Regions from separate parts of the Zea mays genome. Here all the other regions are linked to region 3. A link is a contact called in public Hi-C data. All regions are on one chromosome and are shown on one strand. The core of a region is the stretch at or near the end of the contact, and the rest is flanking DNA. Distances in the headings are between cores, read along the strand shown. Region 1 holds the start of LOC100278919. Region 2 has its middle 34 kb from the start of LOC100382359. Region 3 holds the start of LOC100382620.

Evidence for each region. Hi-C and Micro-C count contacts between places; a contact is called where the count stands out from the background.
Region 1: a Hi-C map of ear shows a contact between it and region 3, with 2.1 times the contacts expected there. The contact joins the promoter of LOC100278919 here to the promoter of LOC100382620 in region 3. A contact is called at or near these places in 3 of 25 Hi-C or Micro-C datasets (ear, leaf and tassel).
Region 2: a contact with region 3 is called in a Hi-C map of leaf, with 4 times the contacts expected there. The contact joins the enhancer-like site here to the promoter of LOC100382620 in region 3. A contact is called at or near these places in 3 of 25 Hi-C or Micro-C datasets (bundle sheath, endosperm and leaf).

The regions. Positions count from the first base shown.
Region 1 is chr3:55,191,997-55,195,973 of Zm-B73-REFERENCE-NAM-5.0, reverse strand. It overlaps LOC100278919, which reads left to right and starts at 1,803. Exons shown (of 1, transcript NM_001152039.2): 1 at 1,803-2,570. The coding sequence starts at 1,852. The coding sequence ends at 2,349.
Region 2 is chr3:55,501,353-55,505,499 of Zm-B73-REFERENCE-NAM-5.0, reverse strand. No RefSeq gene overlaps it. Among protein-coding and RNA genes, the nearest start is that of LOC100382359, 34 kb to the left of the region's middle. Within about 2 kb of position 2,374, at least 18 of the 20 cell types and tissues checked have an H3K27ac peak or open chromatin away from gene starts, as enhancers often do. A contact at or near this core is called in bundle sheath and leaf, where this site is marked.
Region 3 is chr3:55,357,681-55,361,925 of Zm-B73-REFERENCE-NAM-5.0, reverse strand. LOC100382620 reads left to right here and starts at 1,309. Exons shown (of 7, transcript NR_158540.1): 1 at 1,309-1,687; 2 at 1,784-1,980; 3 at 3,692-3,756.

The DNA of each region.
Region 1 (3,977 bases), core at 554-3,053, 170 kb after region 3:
AGGGTCCATTAAGGATGCATTTGGTTTGAGGTCAAAGTGTAATGAGGCGGGGGCGACACCGTCCCCTCAATTTTTTTGGATCACGCCGCCCCCAAAAACTAATTCGGTGTTTATTTCGCCCCTACGTGACTTTCATTCAAACACTATATAAACTGTGGCCGTCCCCTTCCATCCCTCTATGTATATCCAACCAAACACACTGTAAGAGCAAGTCCAAGAGATTGCTAAAAGGCCCTGAAAAAAACATTTTTGGAGGGAAACTCCATTTTCTCTGCCTCCAACAGAACCCACATCCTTCCCCATTTTTTCGCAGTGACGCTTCTCCGACGATTCATCCCGTATATTTGCCTGAGGCAAAGTCTCCCCCAATCCTCTCACGCCCGCACATCTCACCTGTTTGCCTCATTATTTTTGACCTTGAGAGCCATGGCGGGAGAAGCAAGCTCGAAGTCGTCATGATGAATGTGTCGCGGTTCATGGACAAGCAGATCTAGAGCCATGTCGCCTCCGTCTCTGCAGATGGGAGGTGCTGCAGACCATGCCCCCGACGGTGTAGTGAAACTATGGTTCCAGGGTGGAGGAGCCGAGCACTCCGATGTCCGTTGCTTTTGTCCTACTGGAGTAGAAGCATACCCTCTTGCTGGAGTAGAAGCAACATCACTTCTATAGTGATTTATTAAGTAGTAGTACTTCAGTGCAAATCGCTTGGCCTCTTGGCTCCTGTCGCCGGAAAAATAAATCAAGGCACATGGAACTAAGCTGGAAGGACAGTAGGAAAATAAAAGGGCAGCAAACCAGGCTCATTTAGCTATGATGGCGTGATGTTTCAAAAATATTAGGGTGTTTTTGTTTAGCAGTCTGCTATGAGATTAATACTTTTTTACGAATCTTTTTTTCAGCAGTCCCCAATACGAGATTTTTGGAAACAAAATTTTAGCAATCTCTTGGAGATGCTATAAGACTCAAAAGTATCGCTTAGTTACTCAATTAATATCATCAAATATGGTTGGCTACCGTCCCAACATACGGATATTAGACTAGTATACTCTATATGCTTCATTTTGAGTTTGTAAAGAAAATATCTTTTTAAACATGGCGAAGCCAAGCTGGCCCATCTTAGTGCGGCCGCACCCAGGCCGAAAACAAAAATTATTTCTACCTGTCAAGTTTTGATCCTATTCGCATCTCCCCGAGCCAGTTATTCGCACCCAGCCAAACCGGTAAGCCCAGCTTGCTTCATATCTTTCTATTTCTCCATCGCAAAGACGTAATCGATCTCCTCAAATTTTCTCTAGCTTGGCCCGCTTTTAAAGGGGCATGTGATTGGTGATCCAATTTCCCTATTATATCACGTTACAATTAAATCTACAAACAAGACCAAAATTGACCATGTTTTAGAGTAAAAAACTTAATAGCATATGGTGGGTCTCCAGTTGTTTTATATTACTACATGTCCCGTGCATCGCGACATCACATAAATATATTTTTGTAAAAAAAAAGCAGAGAATAATTTTGGCATGTCTTGTAGATAGGGGTGGTAATGGATCATAACCTTAATTCTTGCTTCACAAACCAACAAGGCCCTTAATTTTGTTAGTTCAAAATTATATTGTTTTATGATCTAACCCTAACTTGATTCGATCCTTAAATTTGCTAGACTAAATTAAATGGCCCGTTACCACCCCTACTTGTAGACCTCATTGGTCCGAATTTAGCTTAGGCCAAATACTTCGCTAAGCCTTTTTGTTCTACAAGACTACAACCAAAGATGCCCAAAATAGTTTTGAATTACGCGACGGACTGCAAGCCCTCAGCCCTCCACGTCCCGTCCTCGCTTCCACCTTATTCTCTATGGCCATCCTCCTTCCTCCACCGCCAATCCCGTGGCGATCTCTTTCGGCCATCCACCGCACCCGATCCTTCCACCTCCTTTCCCGAGAGGCTCTTCCCCCGCGAGATTTGCACTACCGCGTCGGTGCCACCGCCGCCACAGCACCCGTGGCAGCAGCTTGCCATGGCGCTGCCGGCCCCCTCCGCCCCGCCGCAGGTCACCGCAAGACGGCGCTGCGGAGTGCCTGGGGTGCGCACGGGTTGTTTTGGCGACCCCGAGATGAAGCGGCGGCGGCGGGTGGCGGGCTACAAGGCGTACGCGGTGGGGGGCAAGGTGAAGGCGTCCCTCCGCCGGGGCCTCAGGTGGTTCAAGCGCAAATGCTCCCGCATCTTGAATATCTGACCACCGTGCGGCGGCGCGCGGCGGCGTTCTCCCACTCTTCTTGGACCGCAAGGCCGCTCTTTTACCGCAACAATTATGGCATGCACTCGGCGGTGCATTGCCAATTTATGCATTGATCAAGAATTCGCGTGATTGAATGTACCTCTCTGTTCGGAAAGATCTTGTTTGTGCTTCCAAGATTTTTATTTCCAGAGGCTGCAGATTTCAACGGTTATCAATAATCCTTGTTTCCAGACTACATGCTTCCTAGTCTTCTAGAATGCGTACCATTTCGGTCATTGAAGTTCATAATTCAAACGCTTGCCCTCATTGAATTTGTAATCACAATCAACAGTTGAAGACAATAATGTTGTCTTGTTTTTCCCTTATATATATATATATTCAGATTCGATTGATCGTGGATGATCTTGCATCAGTATTATTGTTAGGGCATTGTACCTAAGTATAAGGGACAGCTAATAGACAATTTTGAGCCCCTATCATAAATACAGTTAATAGACAATATATATATATATATATATATATATATATATATATATATATATATATATATATATATATATAAAAATCAATGTAGAGATAGATTCTTTCTTACGCCCTGTTTAAATCATTGGAATTGAATTTTATTCTAATAATAATAATTTAGTTATATATCAATTGAGCTAACTCGATTTTATGCAAAATATATTTGTATATTATTATTAGCAAGATGTCGGAGATATTTATGTGCTACATTTTTACTATAGAGGAGTGAGACGAATAGTGTCATATAAGTTACAGAGTAGAAACAAATTCTATTAATGCATAAAATCATTTCACATCCTCCACCCTATGAATTTAAGATAGGCTAATATCTGAACTTTGGAAAGTGGTGGAATGTTAAATTCCAAACTAAATAAGTTACTTTTTTGAGTGAATTCTAATTCCGCTAAAATAAAGGGATCCAAACGCCCCGTTATATTTTTTTCAATTAACACTCTAAAAATCTCTCAAAAGAATCTATATTAAATAGGGTTTACTTGTCTTTCTACTATTTCCGTTAGATTATTATACCTCTTGGTTGAGTTCTTATTAGGCTTTCATGTATTGTGGCAATCAAAGTCTGCTAAAAAATTCCTACTCAATTATATCATTATTTTTGTCATACATTGTCCGATCCCTTCCACCTCCCTCCCAGCGTAAGCCTATTACTCAACATGACTCTTTTCTAGACTTCAGCAATCACTACCTCTCTCTCTCCCTTACGTGCACTCCCTTTACATCTTCATCCTCACTACCCCACTTTGCCCGCGCTTTGGGATGAAAATGGGCTCTAAATTTTAGACTAAAAAATTTAAGGATCGATCAGATTAGGATCAAACTTTATTTCTATTTATTTTTAACTAAAATTAATTTAGAGCCCTAACAAACTATGAAGAAACATTTGGATCTCAATCCATTACCATCCTACCCACGCTCCACCTCCGACACCTCCCTTCGTGCCTCCCACATCTAGCTTATGGTTTATTTTTGCTCTGCCACTGTCGCTTTGCACAGGCGCAACATCGAGAAACAAGATCGCAGGCCTCAAACTACCCCTCCACTAGACCTTGTCTTCTTGCGTCGTCGTGCCTATGCAAAGCGATGGTGGCAAAGCACAAATAAATCATAAGCAAAGTGGGGCAGTGGGGACGAAGATGAAGAGGGAGCGCACGCAGGAGGGAGAGAGGGTAGCGGTTGCAAATGTCTAGGAAGGAGTCGTGTG
Region 2 (4,147 bases), core at 1,125-3,624, 140 kb before region 3:
TGACTGGAAGAGGACGACCTAGACCTCTCACGAACTCATCGCAACATCCTTCATGCGCCTCATCCTGTGGTACCTGCTCTTGACCTGGGGGATGTGAGTACAACAAGGGTGAGCTCACATACGTTGATCGCTCAACAAGTTGTGGGGAATAATGTGCATGAACTCACCAAAGGTGGGAACTCATGTGAAGTGTAAGGCTCACCAAAGGAGATGGTTAAAGTTGAGCATTGCTTTTAGGGTTGGTCAAAATTTTATTAGCAGTTACTAGGTATAAGTAGATACCAACCCAATTAAATAAGAGATCACAATTGATAATAACACCCACAATGCAATGCGTATAATAAATTGAGTTTAATTCCATAAGTTAATCATGTGAGTGTCCGAGCTGCTCATGACCATGAGCACAGCTGATATACCAGTTTTACACTCTGTAGAGGTTGCACATCTTTACCCACAAGTCGTGTTATCCATTTGCACGGGGTTGATCGGACCCCATACACCTCTACCGAGGAAGCGAGGCATGGTAGCACAACAAGGCCTTTCCAAAGTTCCACTAGTTCGAGAATTCCCACCAAGGTTTCAGGACGAAGGAAGCATAGAAATCCCTCGTCCAAACTGCCATGGCAGTAGTTCGACCTGAGAACCTCCCTATACTCTGCAGCGATGCATCCCTGCTTGCCCCTTTCAGGTAAGGTAATCTCTCCCTAGCTTTGCTAATTACTTGGCCAAGTGCGTCCCATTCCACCCTTGTGGTAGCACTGTATTCCCGGGTGGTTCTCCATGTTCCAATTAACATGATTATCTTATCATGAACAATAATAAAACAACAACATAATTGGAACATGATCATAATACAACATTAATTTCCCAAAACCAGGTAGAGCAATAGCAAATCTACCCAATAGTTCATCTGTTTGCAAGGTGGGGGATAAACAATGCTAGGGAAACCAATTAGGTCCCATCAAATAAACCTGAGCATGTCACAGTGATTAACAGGAACATTATTAGGTAAAGAAGAGTGATAAGGGCACAACTTGCCTTAGACTCGAGATTCCTAGGTACCAACTTGGTCTTCAAGTGTCTCGTAACCTCGCTGCTACTCGTAGCAATACAAACAAACATGGTATAGGCAAAATTAACATCACACCAAACATAAGAACTTATCAAATAATAATGATCTACGCTTCGCAACTAGATCCTAGGTTCGAGAACCACTAAATTCAGAGTTACAGTTAACGAGTTATGATTTTCTGAAGACTTAAGTGTTGGGTACAAAAGAAATTAAGTGCATAATTTTAATTTATGTTACATGACAAAATAAAGTTACCAGGGGATAAACAATATTAATATGAATTTAATGCAACTAGAATGGATAAAAAATGAGTTAAGATGAATTAAATATGAATTAAACAAGTTTTTGGAATTATTTTATACTAGAAATCATTTTCTATATTAATTTACTTAATTTATTTCATCCCTGGACTGCGGGTCTAAAATTCTGAAAGAACACGGGAAAAATCATAAATTTCTGGACCTCGATCCAATTACTTTATAACTAATGTGGATGGTGGGTTGATTCATAAAAAGTTCAGGGTCTCTTTTGCAATAAGGGTTGACCGAAGGGTTATTGATAATTCTCAGCCGTCCGATCCGATTCAATGGCCTGGTTTAAATCTCGCGAAGGTATGCGCGACCTAATCCATGTCATCCATTACTCAATTAGTGGATCAGATTGGACAAAGAAACGCTACCCTGAGGATCTAATCCTATTCATGCACCCACAATCCAGTGGCCACAGATGTTCGAACATGTTGAGCCTCCCAGAACCCTACGATCTAAGATCAAGGGTCGAGATCACAACAACGAAGGGGGGGGTATAATCTTCTAATCGTTATCGTCGATCACGGAATGAACGGTGCACGGACCTTCTTCCACCTCCCTCCGACCGAGCTGGGCGATGGCTTGTCGATGGAGCCTGCGCAGCGAGGACGAATCCTAGCGACCAGCCGTTTATCGTTGAGTGCAGTTCACCCGCAGCGCCCAAAATTTCCCTAGCTGGTTGTGCACGGCGCATTGTGACGAGCACTACACAAGCACTAGACAAGCCCGATCTCCCATCTCCGCATCTTCGTCCGAAGCGAGGCGCATGGTGCCTACAGACGAAGGGCACCGGGGCATATCTATTTCTGCGAGAAGCAACATGGCTCTGGGTTTTATAGGCCAAGAGGCAGATAATCTGTTACAGTTGATATGGATTGCATTCGCCTGGATACGGCTCGATCCGATCTCCGCGCGCTTGTTACGATGAAGGAGGAAAGGGATGACATGTGGGTCCCATACGGTACTGGCAGGTGGAAGCGCGCGAGGGCAGTGTTGGTCGTGGGCCGCCTGTCAGGCGATGAGGGAAAGATGGACTACGTGAAGGGAAAGGTGAAGTGGTCCGTTCGGGGGATTTGGGCCCAATTCGGCTTACCCTTTTCTTTTTTTCTTTTCTTTTATTATTTCTGTTTTGCATTTCTTTCTCAATTTCAAATTTTGGTATTTGAATTCAAATTTGTTGGTGAGTCTCACACACAGATTAAATGCACAAATAAAAGTGCCAACATGGCGGAATATATTTATTCATGTATATTTTTCTTTATTTTGTATATTCTTTTCCTTCTCTTTTCTTTTCTTTCTTTTCTATTTCCTTTTTCAAACTCAATTTTTTAAAATTTAAACTTGTCTCACGAATTAGAATACAAATGCAAAAATATAAGAAACCAGCATGGAATGCACATTTTTGTATTTATTTATTTGTTATTTGACTACTTTAATTCCCTTAATTGAATATCCACAAAGAAAAGGAGATCAAAAAATCCCCAAAACACTAGCATATAAGTATATTTATTTATTCATCCTATTATTTTTCTCTTATACAGATTTCGGGCTTTACAATACATTAATGAAATCAAACTAAACAATAATACTAATCATACACACTAATCAAACAAATGTAATTACAAATATATATATATATTAATTTTGGCGACAATTAAATAACGGACACCAAAAATATGAAATAAATTACGCAAAAAATTAACTTTTTGATGGAGAAGGGCTCGGCGGCGGAGCGGAGACGAGAGGAGGGCTCGGCGGCGGCCGGGCGACGGGAGCGGTCAGCCGACGGGAGCGGCGGGGTGGGGGCAACGGGATGGGAGAGAGGGTAAAACGAGGCGTCGAGAGGAAACATGTTGGAAGACGGTCGTTTAAAAAGCTTATTTTCGGCGGTCGTGTCAGAAGCCACCGAAAAAGTTTATTTTCGGCGGCTGAGCCCTGGCCTCCAAAAATAAGCTTTTATTTTCGATGGCCGAGCCCTGGCCGCCGAAAATCATGTGCAGTGCTGTTGTGTAGTGTTAGGTCACTGCCCTAACCAAGGCCAAAGGGAGGTCCCTAGGTATGGGGCCCTAAGAGCAGTGAATCTAGTTGGTGAACCCTATAATAGCTTTCTATATTGGGATCCTTGAATGCATCGTGGTGGTAGTCTGAGGTATGGCCCGTATGTTGACAATGATCCTTTGACTTGATCTTCATAGTTTATGTGGGTAACTCAAACCATCACATAGACTTCACTTATCGTAGTGCCACTTGCTCTTCACTGTTACCTTGGTCCATTGGTGCGAACATCTCTACTAACACTTCACTGCCTCGATAGTCCATGTCTTGAGCCTCTATCTTGCCCTTCACCATTGCCTCAGTCCATCGGCACGAAGCCCTCTACTCACGCTTCACCACTACAATAGCATGTCCTATCTTGAGTCTCTTGCTTTTCCTTCCATTGCATGGAACACAATCCTTCTTAGCCAAACCTTGCTTTGGTCTTATCCTTGCTATGCTTGATTTGAGTTTTCCAACATACGAGTAATCAAATCAAAGTCAATCAATGTCCCATGTCATCTTATGAACTAAACCAACTTTCCTTCACACACTCAAATAGAATGATTAGTCCACAAGTGTTGAGATTTATTACCAAAACCAAAATAAGGTCCTAGATCTTTCAGCAGGGCAGACCAGAGGAGGGGTGAATGGGATCCATAAACCTTTCTCCACTCGAGAGCACCGTGACTTGAACCCAAATTTCAACCCAAAAACCCAAGGGATTCCAAAA
Region 3 (4,245 bases), core at 60-2,559:
CTGCGCCTGGATGTGACTGCTGTCTTGTTAACCACTGTGCTCCTGCTGCCACGACGTGGGTAGGTATGCGCATTAAATGCGAGTGTTCCCCACCTGTTTTCGGGCGCCCTTGTCTTATCTGCCTGGGATCAGCTCGGGCGAGACGGACAGAGCGGTGGTGACTTCGGGCGAGGCGGAGTTCTGCCTGAGGTGGGAGACTCTTGGGGAGAGGCCTCGGGTTAGGAGGTACCTCGACTGCTTCCCCTCGGGGGTTATGTTTTTACTTCTCCTGAGTGCGTCTTTCGGGAGGGATAATCTAGGTACCCCTAATTATCACCCCCGACAAGTATGAACAACCACCTCCACCCGCTTATGTATACTTACATCTTGCACCCTATCCGACATATGGACAACCATTTTATGGTGTCACAAACATGGATCCATATGCTTCTATAGCCTTCGAGATGTGTTACTTTTCCTTCATCATTAAATATTTGTTTATGTATCCATATGCTTCTACAGCCTTGAGATGTGTTACTTTTCCTTTATCATTAAATATTTGTTTATTGTTCATATTATCTAGCTAATTTTATTTTTTTAACTGTATAGAAATATGTATATAGAATGGATCCACACCCAGATGCTTCGAACATGCCTGAATATTATGACTCCAGCTGAATATGTGGATGCATTACCATCTGACTATTGTTTTGTGTTGTAATTTGTGTTATTGGGTAATCTATGTTATGGTTGTATGACACAAATGTAACCTTCTATTGACGTGTGTTGCACTTAATTGTGATTTTCTATTTGCATATATATGTTCTATGTGTTTTTGTGCATTAAATTATTGTGAATATGTTGTTATTTGTTATGCAACATGATTTGAATAAAATACAGACACATTCTACCAAAATTTTTATTCTTTCTAACCAAATTGCGTTTTGCGGTAAAAAAAGTACCGAAATTCGGTCAGAAAGCGGCGAAATTGGGTCGGGAAAAGCGAAATCCGAATTTTTGGATTTGAAAGTATAAACCGGTGGGTAAATAAGAAATTCGGGTGAAATTTGGTAAAATTCTATTTTCGGAAACGGTCGAAATTCGTGTACAAAACGGGATGGGTAACCTGACCAGAGACCACCCTGTGGCCGTGGGCGAATTTTTTTATTCGCACGCCCACTCTGCTGCCGCGGCCGCCGCCCCACAGCCCCACTAGGCTAGGCCACTAGTAAAGGAAACGCAGCCGCAGCCTTTGCCGGTTTGCTCTCTCTCTCTCTCTCTCTCTCTCTCTCTCTCTCTCTCTCTCTCTCTCTCTCTCTCTCTCTCCACCTCCTCTCCCGACTTCCCGAGTCCCGCTACGCAGCCGTCGCCTCCTACTCCCTTTGCGACTCCTCGCCCACATCCAGCACTTGCACATCAGCAACCTCAACCGCAAGGGAGGTGGCGAGGCTGAGCGCCAGCCGCCATGTCTGTCCCCGGCGTCGCCTCCCCGATCGCCGACCGCTTCTACTGCCCCCCACCGCACCGCCACCTCCTTGACAAGCAACACAGACAGCATCCGCCACTAACTGCCTCGGCGGCCGAGGAGCCGGCGAAGCCGACGCCGGAGCTCGGGCGAGACCCTTCCCCGTCGCCTTCGCCGGCTACCAACCTCGAGAGTTTCATCGCCTCCACCGCCGTCCGCGTTCCCGCGCGGTGCTCTCCTCGAGTGTGTCTGCCGGCGCTTGCTTGCCGCTCGTGTTTTCCGTACGGACATGTGCTGACGGCTGACGGGTCCGATTGTTCTGTTCTTGTGCGCTTGCAGACGCCGGGGTGCCGGGCAGGAGCGCCGTACTACGAGCTCGCGGATCTGTGGGAGGCGTTCGGGGAGTGGAGCGCGTACGGCGCCGGCGTGCCGCTGCTGCTCAATGGCACGGATGGCGTCGTGCAGTACTACGTGCCATTCCTGTCCGCTATCCAGCTCTATGGGTCGCGGCTGCCGTCGTCGAGCAAGACCAAGAGGTAGTATAACAGGCTCATAGCTGTCATTTTTATGTTGGAATCTGCGGGTACCTGCATTGAATGGGTTGACATTGTGGACCATGACTTCCTCGATTCTGTCAATACTTGGATATGTTAGGCCAAACGTAGTTGAAAGATTATTGCCATTCTTTTGTATTTGTTCCAGAAACACTGAAGTCTACTTTATCTTAAAACCAAAGAAACTAACAAACTGAACCACTGCTACTGCTAAAGATTAAAGAAAATCTCGTAATGTTCCATGAGCGTGTCTGATCTTGCTAGTCGTATGGAACTAGTGGATGCATGTTATCATGCACATTGATATGATTAGGCTAGTCGACATGCTCTTCTTGAACCAGGATCTGTTTTTTTTTGTTCTTTACATATTTCAATTAATTGATGAACGTCTTTTTAAATATATCAGTAGTCATTTTGCCTGATGTTACCTTTAATCATGCAGTATTGCTAGCTTGGATGTTTTCTGCAGTACATTTTCAAACAAGTCCGAATATTTTCCAAGTGGCTGTAGTTAGTCTTGGTTATGCATTTGAACAACCGGACAAAGTACACTTTTTATTCTATAAGCCCTTGGTACTTCTATTGTGGCACAAGCTTCCTATCTTATGGCATGTGTTGGTCTGTGTGACCCAAGTGTGCTCAAGTTAGTCAAGCCAAAATTTGGCACCTTTGACCAATATTGGCTACCATTTGGTTGAGTGCCAAAAGATGTAATGGTACCTTATCTCTATGCTACCTTAGTTGTCAAATCTTGCCAATATTAAGGTCATTAAAATTGGTTGTGACCTTGATTTTTTATATATTAAAACTAGACCAATAAAGAAGGAAGTCGGTGGCTATAAATTAAGAATTTGGCACCTAATGTTTTGCCAGTGAGGACTTGAATTGGGTGGTCTGTGCTTTACATCCACACCCTCAACCAATTGAGCTAAGATGAGCATCTCTAGGAGCTCTCCAATACCATTCCTCATCCGCATAAAACTGTCATATTTGGGGATGAGGCAATTCCATAGCTCCAGCAGCTTCCCAATAGCTCTCCTTTTCTGGTGTTCACAAAGAAAACCTCCATCTCCTCTCAATTAAAGGGGAGTTGCATCTCCACATTAGTGTTGGGACCACAACAACTGTCATCTTCCTTTTTCCACGTCCTCTATTTTGACATGTGGGTTCCATTGAGAAAGATTATTGGTGCTGGAGCATCTCCCCGAATATTCCAAAAAAGCACTACCGGTGACCACCAATTCCATTTTATTAGGGATGAATTAATGGTGATCTGCTGGATATGCTCTTAGTTCCAATTTTGACCTCAATTTTGGCATTCCAAATTTGGATTGTCTACTTTATGACAAATTTCAGTGCAAATCAAACAGCCCCATGTTCTTGCTTGTTATATTAAAGCATGGTTAATATTGAACACTCCATTCTTGCAAGCATCCTACCATTCATTTGAGGCTGTAATTGTTGCATGGATCATCAAATCATCATTGAACATTATAATGACCATTACATTTTATTTACAGCAGCATGTGATACTAGCATTGAACATGTAAAATGTCAGTATTACTACCTGTGGTTAAATATTTGCAGGATAATTTTATTTATACTTGTTACATTTCTTTTTATATAACAATACCTAGAAACAATTCAAGCAGGGGATCTAATCCAAAGTTGTCCGCTTTACTTTATATAACAGGTTGTGATTGAACTGACCAGATGAACGATTCATCGTCTGAACTGTTCTGACTGTGTTCACTAATGGTGACTATTCTTGAAAACCAGAGCATATCAGCATGCCTGTACTTGCTTGAAAAAAACATCAATCATAGTACCATTCTCCTGGCATTTCACTGATTATATAGATCTGTTTCCAGATCAAGTTATATAATACCATGGTCGAGGTGTCTCTGACCAGCTCCTGAGAGCTATAATTCCAGCTAACAATGAATCTGGTAAAACCCCAAACCAATGCAAGGAACTGGCCGTGAAATTTGCTCTTAAACATCAAAGAATTGTGCTCCACCCTGCAACTACATCACGTTTCCATAAAAAGCATTAAGTTAATCCAGACTATTATGGAGCATGGTGAGCAATATAAATTTGCCTATGGTGAATTCATTTCTTATGCTTCTTTCAGATTTCTCAAAAAAAAACGGCCATAATTTCACTTGCATTATTGATTAAAAAATAGGCTGTCAGAATTGTTAGAACAAAAATAATGAAGGTGTTACTGCACTGCTTGCTATTTTA